5 separate regions of the Mus musculus genome follow, and all the other regions are linked to region 2. A link is a contact called in public Hi-C and promoter capture Hi-C data. All regions are on one chromosome and are shown on one strand. Each heading gives the region's core, a stretch centred on a gene start, on an enhancer-like site or on the middle of the called end of the contact. The rest is flanking DNA. Distances are from core to core; before and after follow the strand shown.

Region 1 (2,700 bases), core at 21-2,520, 460 kb after region 2:
ATTACATGTAGCTGGGTGGTGGGGGTGCCTTTAGTCTCAGCACTTAGAAGGCAAAGACAAGCGGCTCTTTTGAGTTCGAGGCTAGACTGCTCTATAAAGCTAGTCCCAGGACAGCTAGGGCTACACAGAGAAACCCTGTCTTAAACAATGGCCTTAAATTATGTGTTTGTGTGTGCATCTGTGCATACAGGTATCATAAGACGTCAGAAGGGGGAGTCAGATCCGCCGGAGCCGCCTGACTTGGTTGCTGGGCCTCAAAAGTTCAGCAAGAACACCTTTCTTTCTTTCTTTCTTTCTTTCTTTCTTTCTTTCTTTCTTTCTTTCTTTCTTTCTCTTTCTTTCTTTCTTGTTTGTTTTTGTGTTTTGCTTTTTTTTTTTTTTTCGAGACAGGGTTTCTCTGTGTAGCCCTGGCTGTCCTGGAACTCACTCTGTAGACCAAGCTGGCCTCAAACTTAGAAATTCGCCTGCCTCTGCCTCCCAAGTGCTGGGATTAAAGGCGTGTGCCACTATTGCCCTGCTCTTCCAAAGGTCCTGAGTTCAAATCCCAGAAACCACATGGTGGCTCGAAAGAGCACTTTCTTAACTTTAGTCGTCTCTCCAGTCCCATGTCTGGATATTTTGATATATTTATTCCAGACATTTTCTACTGTTTCCTGCTTCCTCCCTCCTCGGTCTGAATCAGAGCTACTACTTTCTGATATTAGTGACTGCCTCCCAGGTTCCCGTTTCCCTGGGCTGTGGGACATTTCTGTAACCTGCTCTTGCACTAGTTCTCCTATAACGCTGGCCTAGGACTGAACTTTCTTGTAAATCGCGGCGGGTATTTTAAAGACCCAGTTCAGTAGCATTAATCCGGCAGCAAATGGTAATAACGCCTCTTTTCATGAAGGAGTTTTTTTTTAAAGCAAGTTTTAATTACTTAGCATTTAGAAGGGCAATAGATCTACTCGTGCACGCTGGCATTTTAACACCAGGTAATGATTTTGATCTTGCCCAGGCTCACCTGGAAAGCAATTTGAAACCTGGGCTGGACGTATGGACAGGGCACCAGGCGGGACACTGACCCAGCGCGGCTCCCCTTACCTAGGCAGTGCCAGGGCCTCTTCGCTGCGGCGGAAAGCCCCGGCGATAGAGGGGAGGGCCAGCACTCCGTCAAGGTCGAACGCGGCTACACGCAGCGCCATGGCGGCCCGGGCTGCAGCGTCAAGCTGACACAGACACGAAGCTGGAAGGCTGTGGCCTAGAGTGGGGAGGCTGGCTGTGGGAACCTAAGATTAGGGTCGTGCCAATCTCAGCACCGCCCCTCGCCCCGCCCCGCCCCGCCCCGCCCCGCCCAGTACTGACACTGCCCTGCCTACTGATCAGCTGCCTAGCCCGGAGCTTCTTGCTGGATGTCCCACCCAAGTGTCAATCCTGGTCTTGGCCACTTTTTCCTCCTTAGCCTAAGGACTAGAAACCCTGCCAAGGCTCCCCAATTCTCAGACTTTGACCGTTTGGAAACAGGCTTGGTATGGGGAGAGAGGGGTCTTGAGGAGGCAGGTTGGAGGAGACGGAATATTCTAAACATTTTCTCCTTCAGTATTTGGTCTTGATTGGCATATCCCATGTATGTTGGGATCTGTGGACCCTCTTCTCTAAATGTGGTCCACATCTTTGCAACCCCCTCACATCTGCCTGCTTCTTCTAGCAGTGTTTCTGGAATGCAAGACAGCCTCCTGTCTTGGTGTGCTAACCCAGAATACTTTTTCTCTTGAGGATTAAAAGAAATTAATCGAGTCTGTTTCCTTTTTCTACACTGTATTGTTTAAAAGTGAGCTGGGCTTCTTGGAGGTTTCTGGAACCTTCCTGCCCCTTGGCCCAGTGCTCTCCCTAGTTAAGAGAAAAAAGAGAAACCTCCTCTACTAATGAGTTAATTAACAAATCCACCGTTTAGTCCAAGGCTGTTGTGAAAGACTGCCTCCCTTACTGAAACCGGGAATTGGCTTCTTCCTTTGCTCTGGTTGCTGCGTGTTAGGTGGTGGGAAATGGCCCTACTGTGGGTTAATTTTTGTGAGTCTTTCAGACACTTCCTCTTCTTGCCTCAAGTCTTGTCTGGGGCAGTTTGTGTTTTCTGAGATTCACACCTAAGAAATGGAAAGTGGCTGAAAATGTGGGGGTGTTGCCCTGAGAACAGAAAGGGTCTTTTGAGAGTGCCTGTAGTGGATGGAGTGTTTAAGAAATAAACGAGATAGCTGGGCATGGTGGTGCACTTGGGAGGCAGAGGCAGGCAGATTTCTGAGTTCGAGGCCACAAAGTGAGTTCCAGGACAGCCAGGGCCATATAGAGAAACCCTGTCTTGAAAAACTGAAGAAAAAAAAAAGAAAGAAAGAAAGAAAGAAAGAGAGAGAGAGAGAGAGGGAGGGAGGGAGGGAGGGAGGGAGGGAGGGAGGGAGGGAGGGAGGGAGGAAGGAAGGAAGGAAGGAAGGAAGGAAGGAAGGAAGGAAGGAAGGAGATGGTCCTGGGCCTGAAGACAGAACGAGAGAGAACGTGAGCTGGGTATGGTCCCGTCTGCCTGTAATTCCAGCATTCCAGATGCAGAGGTAGAAGGCTCAAGCACTCAGTGTTAACCTCAGCTGCATATATAAGCTTGTATACAAACTCTTAAATAAGTCTCTGATTTGACAGACTTTCCTTTGAGTTCCAGATTTGCACATCCAACAA
Region 2 (2,700 bases), core at 8-2,507:
TGAAGATGACTAAAGCTCTTCTAAGTAGTCAGCTGAGGGTTGGCAGCTGTACTGTGGGGTGGGCAGAGTTGAGTTTGGCAGACTCTCCTGTTAGAAATCTGACCTTGAAACCCTGTTCTTGTGTTTAGCCAACAAACAGGAACTTATTTATGAATGCTAGCTTCTGCACACTTCGGTCCAGACCCATCATCTGATCTATCTAGTTGTGGCTCACACTGGGTTCTTGGGGGAGGGAGGGAGGGAGGGTATGTCTCTCTGATAGTCTTTCTCTTCCCACTGTTCTCATCTGAATTCATTGCTTCTTTAACACCTGCTTGAATCTCTTTTTAATCCTTCCAATTTGTGTTTAATTTTATTGTGTGTATCTGTATGTGTGTACATGTGTACAAGTGTATGGGGGGAGGGGACTGAAGTCAAATTCTGATGTCGTTCTATATTGAGGGTTTTTAATACAGAGTTCCCTTGCTGGTCTGGAACTCACCAAACAAGCTAGCTTTCCAGCCAGTGAGCCCAGCAATCGTCCTGTCCACAGCTCCCCAGCACTGGAGTCACAGTGTGTGCCACCACGCCATCTTTTTTTATGTGGGGGCTGGGGATCGAGCTCGGGTCCTGCTTGAGAGGTCAGGGTCCTGTGGATTCCACTATCGCCCACCCTAGTGTATCTCCTTTTTAAAAAAAAAAAAAACAAGGTAATTGTTTGTGTTGAGGTTTCCAGTCCTTTGAGGTCCAGTCAGACTTCCAACCAGAGGGCTTCTCCCAGGCCCGTTCTCTCGTGCCTCATGCAGTCTTTGTGCTCCACAGACACTGGCATTGTTACTGAATTGTGTTGATCTTGACTTCGGAAGTTCTTTCAGAGCCCACCACCCCCACCCCAGACTTTATTCTAAATAGCACCAGTGTGTGAATTGTCCAAGTCCTTTGGGAGTGGATGTAACTTCAGGAAATGCCAAATTTGCTGAATGAATTGAGAAACGCCAGTTCCGTGCTACAATAAATTTTACAAGACTTGCTTCCTTGGGTGTGTCACAAACCAGGTCTAGCCGCCATTTTCTCAGAAGCTGTCCAAAAAGTATTTTGAGCAAGGCCTTTAACACAATCACTGAGTCCCAAAGCCAAGGGCTGGAATGCTGTGCAGAGAGTTGTAAGTCTGAGGATGGCCACAAGGGGGCAGGCGTAGTCCAAACTCCCTCTAGAAGTTGCTTTTAGAACTTTTTTTTTTTTTTAAATAAAGACTGGAGGTTGGAGCACCTCCCACCCAGTCAGTACCTAGCAGAGCTGTGGGTGACTCCACAGAATATCTCCGGATCGCTTTCTGAGGCTGACCGACGCTGCACCAAGACAAGGAGTCCCACGTGCAGACCTGTTATTCAGCCACTTTGTTGAACGGATCCTCCCATAGAAGTGACTCTGTGGCCCTGGCCTAAATCACTAGGTGACCCTGAAGACTCTTTCTATATGACTCCATCTGGATTTGGCTGGCTGTGGGTACAAGCTTCAAGGGACTTTCTGGGTCTTCGTGGGGCAGCAGTCAGCTCTCTGGCTACCATGGCAATCGCTGGGAACTGAAGGGACAGGGCCCAGCCTCAGCACGGGGCATACAGGTGAGTTTTGACATTTTGACCTAGAAGCTTGGGGTAATGGTGTCCCAAGGGCAGATGGAGGAAGCGGTGTGCTGGTGAAGCTGAGAGTTGGGAAGTCCTGCTGACAGAGGACCTGGAGTTGCAGGCCTCCAGGTGGGAGGGTACGAGGGATCTGAGCCTGTAGACACACAGGGGCCCCAGGACTCAGTTACTAGAGCTGTAGTGTGTGAGCCCGCATCCAGATGCCAGAGGGATGCTATGGCTTCAGTGGCATCTCTGGCTGTCTTATGTCACAGCTCCAGAGCCTATTCAGGGAGTAAATGCATGTGCACAGTATGCAGTGCGCATGGGCGCATGTGTGGGTGCATGCATGGGTGCATGTGCATGCATTGTGCGTGGGCATGTGTATGTGTGTAAACACACCAGGGTGGGACAAATGAAGCAGGAGGTTATTAGTGAAGCATCTGGGCCTCTCTAACTGTGAGTTGGGACCCGGTGAACTGATGAATCCAGTTAGAAAAATAACAGGTTTAAGACCTATCTAGTAACTTTTTCTTGGGGGCCAAATTTGCAGTGACTTTATTTGGTTTAAATGAGTTTTAGAACCCAGGCAGTCCAAAGAGAAGCTGTAAGCCCTGCCAAGTGAGAGACCAGAGTCCACGGAAAAAGATTCAGAGTCGCAAGTGAGGCCCCTGATCTAGCTCCCTGCCTCAGCAGGAGTTTAGCCCTTTTGGTGCTCCCAGAGAAACTTCCAGAACCAGGGTTCAAACCTCAGTCTTAAGCCACTTTTGAGGTTGCTTTTTTGTGAAGGGAACCCCCACACAACTTCATTTCTGGGACTTTTTGAGCAATGGGGAGTCCTCAGGACTCTGAGATCCCCATCTGCTGAGGAAGAAAGAATTTTACAGTCTTTGACTGTCCCCTGTCTTGCATGGCTTTGAAAGGTCCTCGCTCCTGTATCAGCTCACATGATGCTCACTGTGTCCTCTTCGCTTCCCCCTTCCCAGGGAGGTGTTCCGCAGAGTGGACTTCACATCACAGGTCAGCAAAGTAGAACACCTTCCCAAACTGAGAGATAATAAAAGGAGCCCTTGTGCCGTGAGCTCCCTCCCTCCGGCAC
Region 3 (2,741 bases), core at 150-2,649, 280 kb after region 2:
TGGGTGGCATCATTCCCTAGGCTGGGATTCTGGAATGTGGAGAAAGAGAGCTGAGCAGCAGCAAGCATTCATGACTGTCTGCTTCCCAACTGCTGATGGGTGTGGCCAGCTGATTTGAGCTCACACTGGCTGGACTTCCTCACCACAAAGGGTTGTACCTCTAACTAACGGTGAGCCAAAAGAAAGACTTTCTCTCTGAAGTTGCTTTTGTCAGTATTTGTCACAGCAACAGGAAAAACAAAACAAAACAAAACAAACCCCAAAAAACAAAAGACAGTGGTCAAGAACACTTGAGAAGCAGTGGCAACCTTGAGTGGGCTCATGGGGAAGGAGCTGAGGAAGGTCCTCATGGCTGCCATAAAGCTTCCCTGCTTAGCTCCCAGGTCTGCCACGGGTCCACTGACACTGGAGCATGGTCCTTAGTGTGTGTGCTCCAGGGTCATGGATTCACCTCTGTGGAACTCAGCAGCCAGCTCTCATGCCCAGAGCTTAAGTTCTAGGGTCAGACGCCATGTCTGGCACAGTGGCTGGCTCAGGGAAGAATGCTTTGAAACCTTTCCATGAGTTTTCATTATGCTTTCTGGTAAGTGGTTCTCCAGCTACACCTGAACACAAATCTGAGGATTTTAGGACTCACAGTCTGACCTCCAGGGGAAGTCTGAGTTGAGAGAGGCTGAAGATGAGAAAATATTGGGGCTTAAAAGCACTCGTTACCTCCATTGTCCTGATGGATCCATAAAAGTAGCCTGAGAAGGATATGGTGTAAGAAATTAGAGAAATTGGTCTCGGGATTTGACAGATGGATGGGGAAATGGTGTGTGTGTGTGTGTGTGTGTGTGTCTGTCTGTCTGTCTGTCTGTCTGTCTGTGGTAAAGGGAAACACCAGCTGTGTGGTGTGTGAGGGGCAGCACATCTTTTTACGTGCTTATCAATTATCAGCCTTTCCAACCCTGCTTTTCAACTCAGTCTGCAATCCTTCCATCAATCTGCCAGCTGTTTACAAGGATTGCTTTGCCCGGGCACTTTACAGAGTGATGATCTCTTTCCCCAAAGCTTCAGGCTAGGTGAACTAGGATTCTTTGGACCGTTCTGTGCTTGTCTAAACAGAAACCTCGGCAGCTAGCTAGGAATGGCCATCCCTAGGAGCTCTGCAGAACACTGCATGATGGGGCTGCTCAGATCCTCGGGCTTCAGTTGAGCCCCTCAGAGAGATATCCCTTCCTTCTTATCCATGCTCTTCATTTCTCCCCACTCTTTAGTGGCGCTTCTCGGCCCTCCCTTGGGACAGGGCCTCCTCCCTGTTTTGGCTCCAAAGGCAATTTCATCACTCCACTGTTTATAGCCTTTGCAAGGAATCTGGAATGATTTAAATGAAGCCTGGCTGACACCAGCCTTCAGCAAACACCCCTCCCATAGCTGCTTTGCCACACCCTTGCTCCCCTGGTAAGAGCCCCTTAAATTGCTTGTCATTAACAAAGGGAGTCAATAAGGACCAGCACTTTCCAGAGCTGCAAGACCTGGCCCACGGAGGGGAAGGACAACTGCCTGCCCAGAGCCCAGTCCTCTTTAGACCAGTGGTTCCTGAGTGTTGGCCCTCTTCCCCTTGATGACATCTCAGTTCTGTACCTCATAGTCCTCTCCCGTCCCCAAAGAGGGTTTCTCATTTTCCTAATCCCCTGACTTCCTGCTGTCCGGTGTAGAGTCCTGCCCTGGGGGACTCTGATTGGCCTGTATCTGGAACGCCTCGGCAGCTTGCCACGTTAGACTCTCTCACTTTAATGAGAACATAATCCAAAGCATTTGTGGGGCTCCCTCAAGCCAAGCCTTTTGTTAAGTACAAAGTCGATGTGTTTATGTCTCATTGAGCTTGGTTCTGGTTGGAGACCAGATGAACATATGAACAGAGTGAGCAAAGCTGGGAGGAAGTGTTAAGCCCTGTGAGGAGATGGATGGGAATTAGATGGGGACCAGGACACAGCCCTGGTGCTGAGGCAGACAGGCTCCCCTGGGGCAAGGGAGAAGAGTTCTCCTTCATCTCCCCATTGTCCTAGCCTCATGGGGCATGGTGACTCAGTGTTGGGGATATAGCTCTCAGAACGAGGCTTACAAGTCAGAGTCACTACTATCCCATTACAAAGACCCAAGGGTAGTAGTAATTGCTTCTTAGTGTCCAGGAGTCTGGAGTCAGAACCCAGAACACATGCACCATCTACAGAGTTGCCAGGAGAGCGGGGATAGGACCCTTCCACCCAGGCCTGCCATCTGTTTACCCATCAGAACTCCCAGCAAGGTGTCACTTCCTTTAGGTCAGTCCACCTTCCCCTGGGCTCCTGTCAGTCCAGGGCTGATGCTACAGTGAATGCCAGTAAAGGTAGCTTGTGGACTTTTGGTGAAGGCCTGAATGTTTTCTGATGTTTTAGCCACGAGCTCATTTTCATTGAAAAACAAATGAAGAACAATCATTTAAAATATGGTTTCAATCTGTTTTATTCTTGGTATTGTCTATGGCCAAGGGAGTGTTGACACACGGGGTTTGCAAGAGCTTAAGGCAACAGAGACACATTGGGGGTGGGAGTGGGGGTTTGAGGCTTGAACTATCAGGAAATGGAAGGTGGGGAGGAGGGCCGAGGGAGGCAGCAGAGTTCAGGTGAGTCTTCCTTCCCTTCCACAGAGCTAGCCACACATGGCATAAGACATTCTTTTCTTTAAACAGGAAGGATTCTTGTTTGGGCGAAGTGGCA
Region 4 (2,700 bases), core at 84-2,583, 340 kb before region 2:
AACCTGAGAAGCTGAGGAGAGGAGAGGGCAGCTGTTGCAACACATGGGCTTGAACAGGGTACCTCGAGCAGAGCTGAAAGAGAGGACTGACGAAGCAGTCTGGGAGGAGCTACAGATGGGGATGGCTGTTCCAGCAGAAAGCCTAGGATGAGTCCATGAAGGTGGTGTGGGATGTACAAGGGGGAGAGAGAGAGAAACGACCCAGTGAAATAGCCAGAGACCCGGGGAGAAGCCAGAGAGTCAGTTATCCTGGTGTGCCCAGGACTGACTTGGCTTCAGGGGCTTGGGTCGCTAGCTCCGTGCAAGCAAGTGCAAGGCCCTGGATATAATCCTCAGCAAGGCCAAAGCCGAGGGGAGGAGAAGGGTAAGAAGAAAAGGGGGAGCTGGGCGTGGTGGCACACGCCTTTAGTCCCAGCACTTGGGAGGCAGAGGCAGGCAGATTTCTGAGTTCGAGGCCAGCCTGGTCTACAGAATGAGTTCCAGGACAGCCAGGGCTACACAGAGAAACCCTGTCTCAAAAAACCAAAAAAAAAAAAAAAGAAAGAAAGAAAGAAAAGAGAAGAGAAGAGAAAAGAAAAGAAAAGAAAAGAAAAGAAAAGAAAAGAAAAGAAAAGAAAGGGAAAGAAAGGGAAAGGAAAGGAAAGGAAAGGAAAGAAAAGAAAAGAAAAGAAAAGGGGGAGGAAGGAGAGGGATGGAGGGTGATAGAAAGACGGAGCGAGCATAAGGAGGAGATGGAGGAAAGGGGGGAGGGGAAGATGAGGAAGAAGAGAGGAAGGGAAAGAGGAAAGAGGAAAGAAGAGAAGGCTGAAAACAAGGAGCATCTCCAGGAAGCCCCTCAGTCGCCATGAGTTGTTCTGGAGACTTGGATGGCCCACGAGAGCTGATGGTTTCTATAGAAACCCGTCTGAGCTGCCATGAGGTTGGGGAGAGAGCCGGAAAGTCAGTCAAGAGCCCGAACAGGAATCTGAGCCCTGCCAGGAAGTCAAGGCTTCGCCCTAGGTACTGAACAGTTGATCCGGGACTGTGAGATAGGAAAGCGATCTGAGGAGACTTGCATTTAGAGGGCTCTGGTGCCTGGGTAACTGGAAAGAGGGGATGTGCAAAGAACCGCCCATCACAGAGTCTCCAGAGAGGTGGAGCGAGACCGGGGAGCTAGAAGGATATAGACTCAAAGCGACAGCAGGACTTGGAGATACAGAGAAGGTTGGCGAGAGAGACTCTCGGGTGCCTGGCATCAGCACTTGGAAAACAATGGGGAAGTAATGAGGGTGGTTCAGAAAGGCCTTCCCACACCACCCTGCCCTGGAATGCAAACAAACCGTTCCTTCCCCTGCAGCTGCTGTTGGTTTGACGGTGATCTTGCTGGGTGTGCAAGTGTATTGGACGTCCCAGGGACAAGGGGAGGGGGTGAGAACTGCGGGGTAGTCAGGAGGCTCCTCTGGAGGGTGAGGAGGAGGAGAGAGAGAGAGAGGCTGTGTTAAACTGTAGGTTTCAGAAGCCCTTGCCTACTCTGGTTTGGTTTCCACAAGACCCTTAGTGGGGGGGGGGGGGGGAGAAAGGAAGGAGGGGCAGAGGGAGGACCTGGCACCTTTATCTTACCGTTGCGGAATTTAGGATGGAGTAGCAAGCCCAAGCAATGACTGTCTAACAGCAGGCCTGGGTCATGACTGAGAGTTTGACTCCAAAGAACACCTCTTCCCACCTCACAGTTGCTCCATAGCCACTCTTCCTGAGTGGACACGGCCTCCTCATTCAGTATTTGGCCTGGAAATCCTCCCATTTCTCCCCACAGCCTAGAGGGCAGAGAAGGTGGCAGGGAGTGGGAAGGATTAGATCTGGTGTTCCCATGGGCTTTCAGAGAGCGGCTGAAGACTGCTGTCAAGAACTGGAATTAGCTGGGCATAGTGGCATACACCTTTAGTCCCAGCATGAGATCTCTACCAGCCTGGCCTACATAGTGAATTCTAGGACAGTCAGAGTTACTTAGTGAGACCGTCTCAAAACAAACAAATAAATAAATAAATTTCGGATTATCAGATAATTTCTTCCTTTTCTTTTTTATATTTTAAATTTTTTCTTTTTTTCTTTTTTCTCTTTTCTAATTCTTTTGTTGTTGTTGGGTTTTGTGTTTTTTGGTTTTTTTTGGTTTGTTTTGTTTTTGTTTTTGTTTTTTTTTTGTTTTTCGAGACAGGGTTTCTCTGTATAGCACTGGCTGTCCTGGAACTCACTTTGTAGACCAGGCTGGCCTCGAACTCAGAAATTCGCCTGTCTCTGCCTCCCAAGTGTTGGGATTAAAGGTGTGCGCCACCACGCTATGCCCAGAATCTCTTAAAGAGACATAAAAAAAAAAAAAAAAGATGAAACTGGAGCCTTCAGATAAAGCCCAGTGTCGTCTCAAATGTTTAAACCACACACGTTTCCATTCCCACGTGAATTTTGATGTCTGTCCTTTCCAGTTTTGATTCTTCTGTTTGTGGTCTTCCTCCCATTTCTCTCTGTCCATCTTCAGTTGTAGTCATAAATCTCAACTACCCACCCTCTAGGATGGAATTCTTCACAGGATCCCAGATTCTCCACATGTTTCCATATTTCTTTTATTAAGCAGGCACATGACTGGTGTTTGACAGTAATGCTGTCATCAGAATGTTAAGAAATTCGCATTTCTCAGCTGGCTTCGTTAGTCCCGGGCTCCAGCAGAGA
Region 5 (2,906 bases), core at 399-2,898, 340 kb after region 2:
ATGTGTGTGCACAGGCTTGTGCTTAAATTGTATTTGCACAGGTATCTGTGCATTCCAGACTGTATGTGTACCTGTGCATAGGTGTTTGTGCATGTGTATATGTATGCATATGCACCTAGGTGTGTACATGGGTGTGCACGTGCATAGGTCTACAGGCATGTATGCTAGCACATCTGCCTGTGCCCAAGCACGCACAAATATATGCACACGTGTGTATGTGTGCATGGAGTTTATTACAGAGGTCAGGTTGGAGAGGTGAGTGTAGACATGGCTGCCCCTGGTATACTGCTGTATAGGCTTGAAGTGGGCATAGAACATTACAACAGGCTGCGGAGCAGACCTGGAGCTGGGGAAAGCAGGAAGAAGAGCCTTGCCTTTACCCAACCAGGCCAGCAGGAAGCCTCACATCCAGCGTCTTCCAGAGCGAGGGTTGTGGCTGCAGGCCGGGCAGCCCATGTGGTGTTCATGGGCACCTACCTCTCTGACCTCCCCCACTGATGTGGGCTGGTAGTACATCTCTGGACTGCAGCCATAGGTCTTCGCCCAGTTTTGGAACTGGACCCCTTTGTACCCATGGACCTATACCAGGAAGAAAGCCAGGTCTCAGTAGGCAAGCAGTCACTGTCCTCTCTGTATGTCACATCACCAACCCCAAACCCCGTAGACACAAAGAGGAGAGGACATGGCCACAGCACAGAGAGCCCCAGCTCCCTTTGGCTACTATGGTTCTTAGGTCAAGGGCCACTAGGAAGATCAAACAGCACCGGCTGCTCAGAAGCTGGCAGCCCACACCCAGCATCCTAATGCTATCTTTGATCACTCCAGGTCAGAATGGTGGGAATTCTGCCCATTCTGAAGGCCAAAGCGATAGATGGGATCAAAGACAAGGACAAATCCTGATAAGCCAGGACTCGGGTCAATTCCTGCTCCAGGTGCGCATTATGGATGGCCCAGCAGATAAGTAGGGCGGTCTGAGAAAGGGCTGGAGGAGAAGGCGCTGGAGGCAAGGGCTGGGGTCTGACTTCCCTGGCAGGGAAGGGGTATCCCTTAGGTGTTCCATGGTGGTAGCATCTTAGCCTCTAGCCTGGGAATCAGAATCATGTTTTCTGCACACCACTGTATAGCCAGCCAGATACGGTGGGTCTTCTGTGTGTCCTGGCTTATTAGATCTTACAATAATGTCACGAAACAGGACATTAGTCTTCTTTTAGCTGTCAAAATTAAGGCTCAGAGCAGTCAGGGTCTTCCCTAAGTTCACACAGAAGCCCAGTGAAGGCATTAAGAGGTCAGCCCAAGCCTTCCACTTTCATATCTCTTCTAACACCCCAACCGTTCCCCAAGTTCACTTGGGGGATCCCCAGTGGCCCCTCTGATGGCCCCAGCCTTGGTCTGACTTTACCTTCCCTCACTTGGCTCACAGATGCAGCCTGGACACAGCCGGCTGTATCTACTGGCGGTCTCACAGACCCCCTATCATTCCTACCATGATTCCAGCGATCAACAGGGTCAGACGACTTGACTTGAAGCGTTCCCACAGGAAGTTGAACAAAGCCCTGGGCAGCAGCAGATGCAGTGGTCAGGCAACCTCGGCTCTGGGTTACCTCAGGCAGAACGGGACTGGAAGTTTAGCCACAGGTACCAAGAAAGGCAGGAAACCGGTGTTGAACAGGCTCCTCCCCCTGCAAGACCCAGGCAATCTGTAAACAGCAGCTGGGTCCCGCCCCCTGCCCTCTGTCTGCGAGCTCCAAGGAAGCTCGGGAGGTGTAGGTTAAACAGCAGCATCTGTGCCCCTGAAACCCACTGCTGGAGCTCTGAGCCCAACCTTGGGAGTCCAGAGCCAAACACCACTGTCAGGCTCAGACCTAGGCTAGCTGCCTACGCGTCTGACTTTGGCCGCTTTAAAGCCAGGTACCCATGCAGCTCTTGTACTGAGCCATCCAAACACTGCCCCCCACCCCCCACTATGTTTGGTGATTGTGGGAAGGGACAGCTGAGTATAGTCTAGTGCCATTCAGAATCAGTACCCGGTATTCTACTGAAGCAGTCAGGTGGAGGCTGTTTTGGTTAAAAAAAAAAAAAAAACAAAAACAAAAACAAAAAACCCAGACTCTTCACTTGGGTCTACAAGGTACCTAAAAGCAGGGTGGGAGCCTGACACCGCTATCTTCATTTTGTGTCTCCTCCCCTGAAGGCATGGAAATAAGTCATTTCCCATAGAGTCACTTTGGATATGTTTGTTTGTTTGCTTGCTTGTTTTTTTCCAGACAGGGTTGCTCTGTGTAGCCCTGTTATCCTGGAACTCACACCTTAGCCCAGGCTGGCCTTGAACTCACAGATCTGCCTGCCTCTGCCTCCCAAGTGCTGGGATTTAAGGCAGGTTCCACCACGCCTGGCTACCATGGATTCTAAGAATAACAAAACCTCAGAGTAGGGACCACCTTCCAAAAGAGGGTGGTTATCTGTGAAGGTGAGGCTGTGCCCTGGAGTCCAAGGACCCATGAGAACTAAATAAGCTCTGGTGTAGAAAACAAAAAGGCCTTGTGCACACAGATAAGCAGGGTGGAGAAATCAGGAAAGTTTCTGGCAGTGAATCTGGTCCATGGTATGAGGTGCATGGCTGCTCTTCCTGGAATGGCTGGAGTGATGTAGTTTTACAGTCTGGTGATTCTTTGCTGTCTGATGAGGCAGACTCTGTCATATCTTCCAGGCTTACTGCTTTTACTTATTCCAGACCCTTTCCTCCTAAATGTTATGATTGATGTCTCTTGCGTTTCATTCACAACAGTGTAAGTGACTTCTGTGTGATCTTAGGGCCAGGCCAACCTTAGCTCCCACAGATGCTATGTTTACCTTAGTCAAGATCCCTAGACCATTATCTCGAACATTGTTTCAGCAAGAAACCATCT

Evidence for each region. Promoter capture Hi-C pulls out the DNA fragments that hold promoters and counts their contacts. A called contact is a pair of places that touch in the nucleus more often than the background predicts.
Region 1: a contact with region 2 is called in a promoter capture Hi-C map of hippocampal neurons, with 5 times the contacts expected there. The contact joins the promoter of Ephx2 here to the promoter of Scara5 in region 2.
Region 3: a contact with region 2 is called in a promoter capture Hi-C map of frontonasal cranial neural crest, with 4 times the contacts expected there. The contact joins the enhancer-like site here to the promoter of Scara5 in region 2. A contact is called at or near these places in 12 of 39 promoter capture datasets (3T3-L1-derived adipocytes, the SN4741 cell line, cranial neural crest and 8 more), 3 of 484 Hi-C or Micro-C datasets (embryonic stem cells and liver) and 2 of 9 other capture datasets (embryonic stem cells and pancreatic islet).
Region 4: a Hi-C map of embryonic stem cells shows a contact between it and region 2, with 4 times the contacts expected there. The contact joins the enhancer-like site here to the promoter of Scara5 in region 2. A contact is called at or near these places in 4 of 39 promoter capture datasets (embryonic stem cells, liver, pre-B cells and 1 more) and 6 of 484 Hi-C or Micro-C datasets (B cells, the HL-1 cell line, the P5424 cell line and 2 more).
Region 5: a contact with region 2 is called in a promoter capture Hi-C map of embryonic stem cells, with 2.4 times the contacts expected there. The contact joins the promoter of Gulo here to the promoter of Scara5 in region 2. A contact is called at or near these places in 4 of 39 promoter capture datasets (the 3T3-L1 cell line, HPC-7-derived erythroid cells, embryonic stem cells and 1 more) and 2 of 9 other capture datasets (macrophages and pancreatic islet).

The regions. Positions count from the first base shown.
Region 1 is chr14:66,123,252-66,125,951 of GRCm38.p6, forward strand. It overlaps Ephx2 (epoxide hydrolase 2, cytoplasmic), which reads right to left and starts at 1,271. Exons shown (of 19, transcript NM_007940.4): 1 at 1,084-1,271. The coding sequence starts at 1,184.
Region 2 is chr14:65,665,146-65,667,845 of GRCm38.p6, forward strand. It overlaps Scara5 (scavenger receptor class A, member 5), which reads left to right and starts at 1,258. Exons shown (of 9, transcript NM_028903.2): 1 at 1,258-1,601.
Region 3 is chr14:65,941,717-65,944,457 of GRCm38.p6, forward strand. All of the region lies in intron 1 of Scara3 (scavenger receptor class A, member 3), which reads right to left. Among named protein-coding and RNA genes, the nearest start is that of Scara3, 11 kb to the right of the region's middle. Within about 2 kb of position 1,400, at least 44 of the 459 cell types and tissues checked have an H3K27ac peak or open chromatin away from gene starts, as enhancers often do.
Region 4 is chr14:65,325,433-65,328,132 of GRCm38.p6, forward strand. No RefSeq gene overlaps it. Among named protein-coding and RNA genes, the nearest start is that of Gm41178, 28 kb to the left of the region's middle. Within about 2 kb of position 1,334, at least 38 of the 459 cell types and tissues checked have an H3K27ac peak or open chromatin away from gene starts, as enhancers often do. A contact at or near this core is called in embryonic stem cells, where this site is marked.
Region 5 is chr14:66,007,562-66,010,467 of GRCm38.p6, forward strand. Gulo (gulonolactone (L-) oxidase) reads right to left here and starts at 1,649. Exons shown (of 12, transcript NM_178747.3): 1 at 1,484-1,649; 2 at 478-579. The coding sequence starts at 1,486.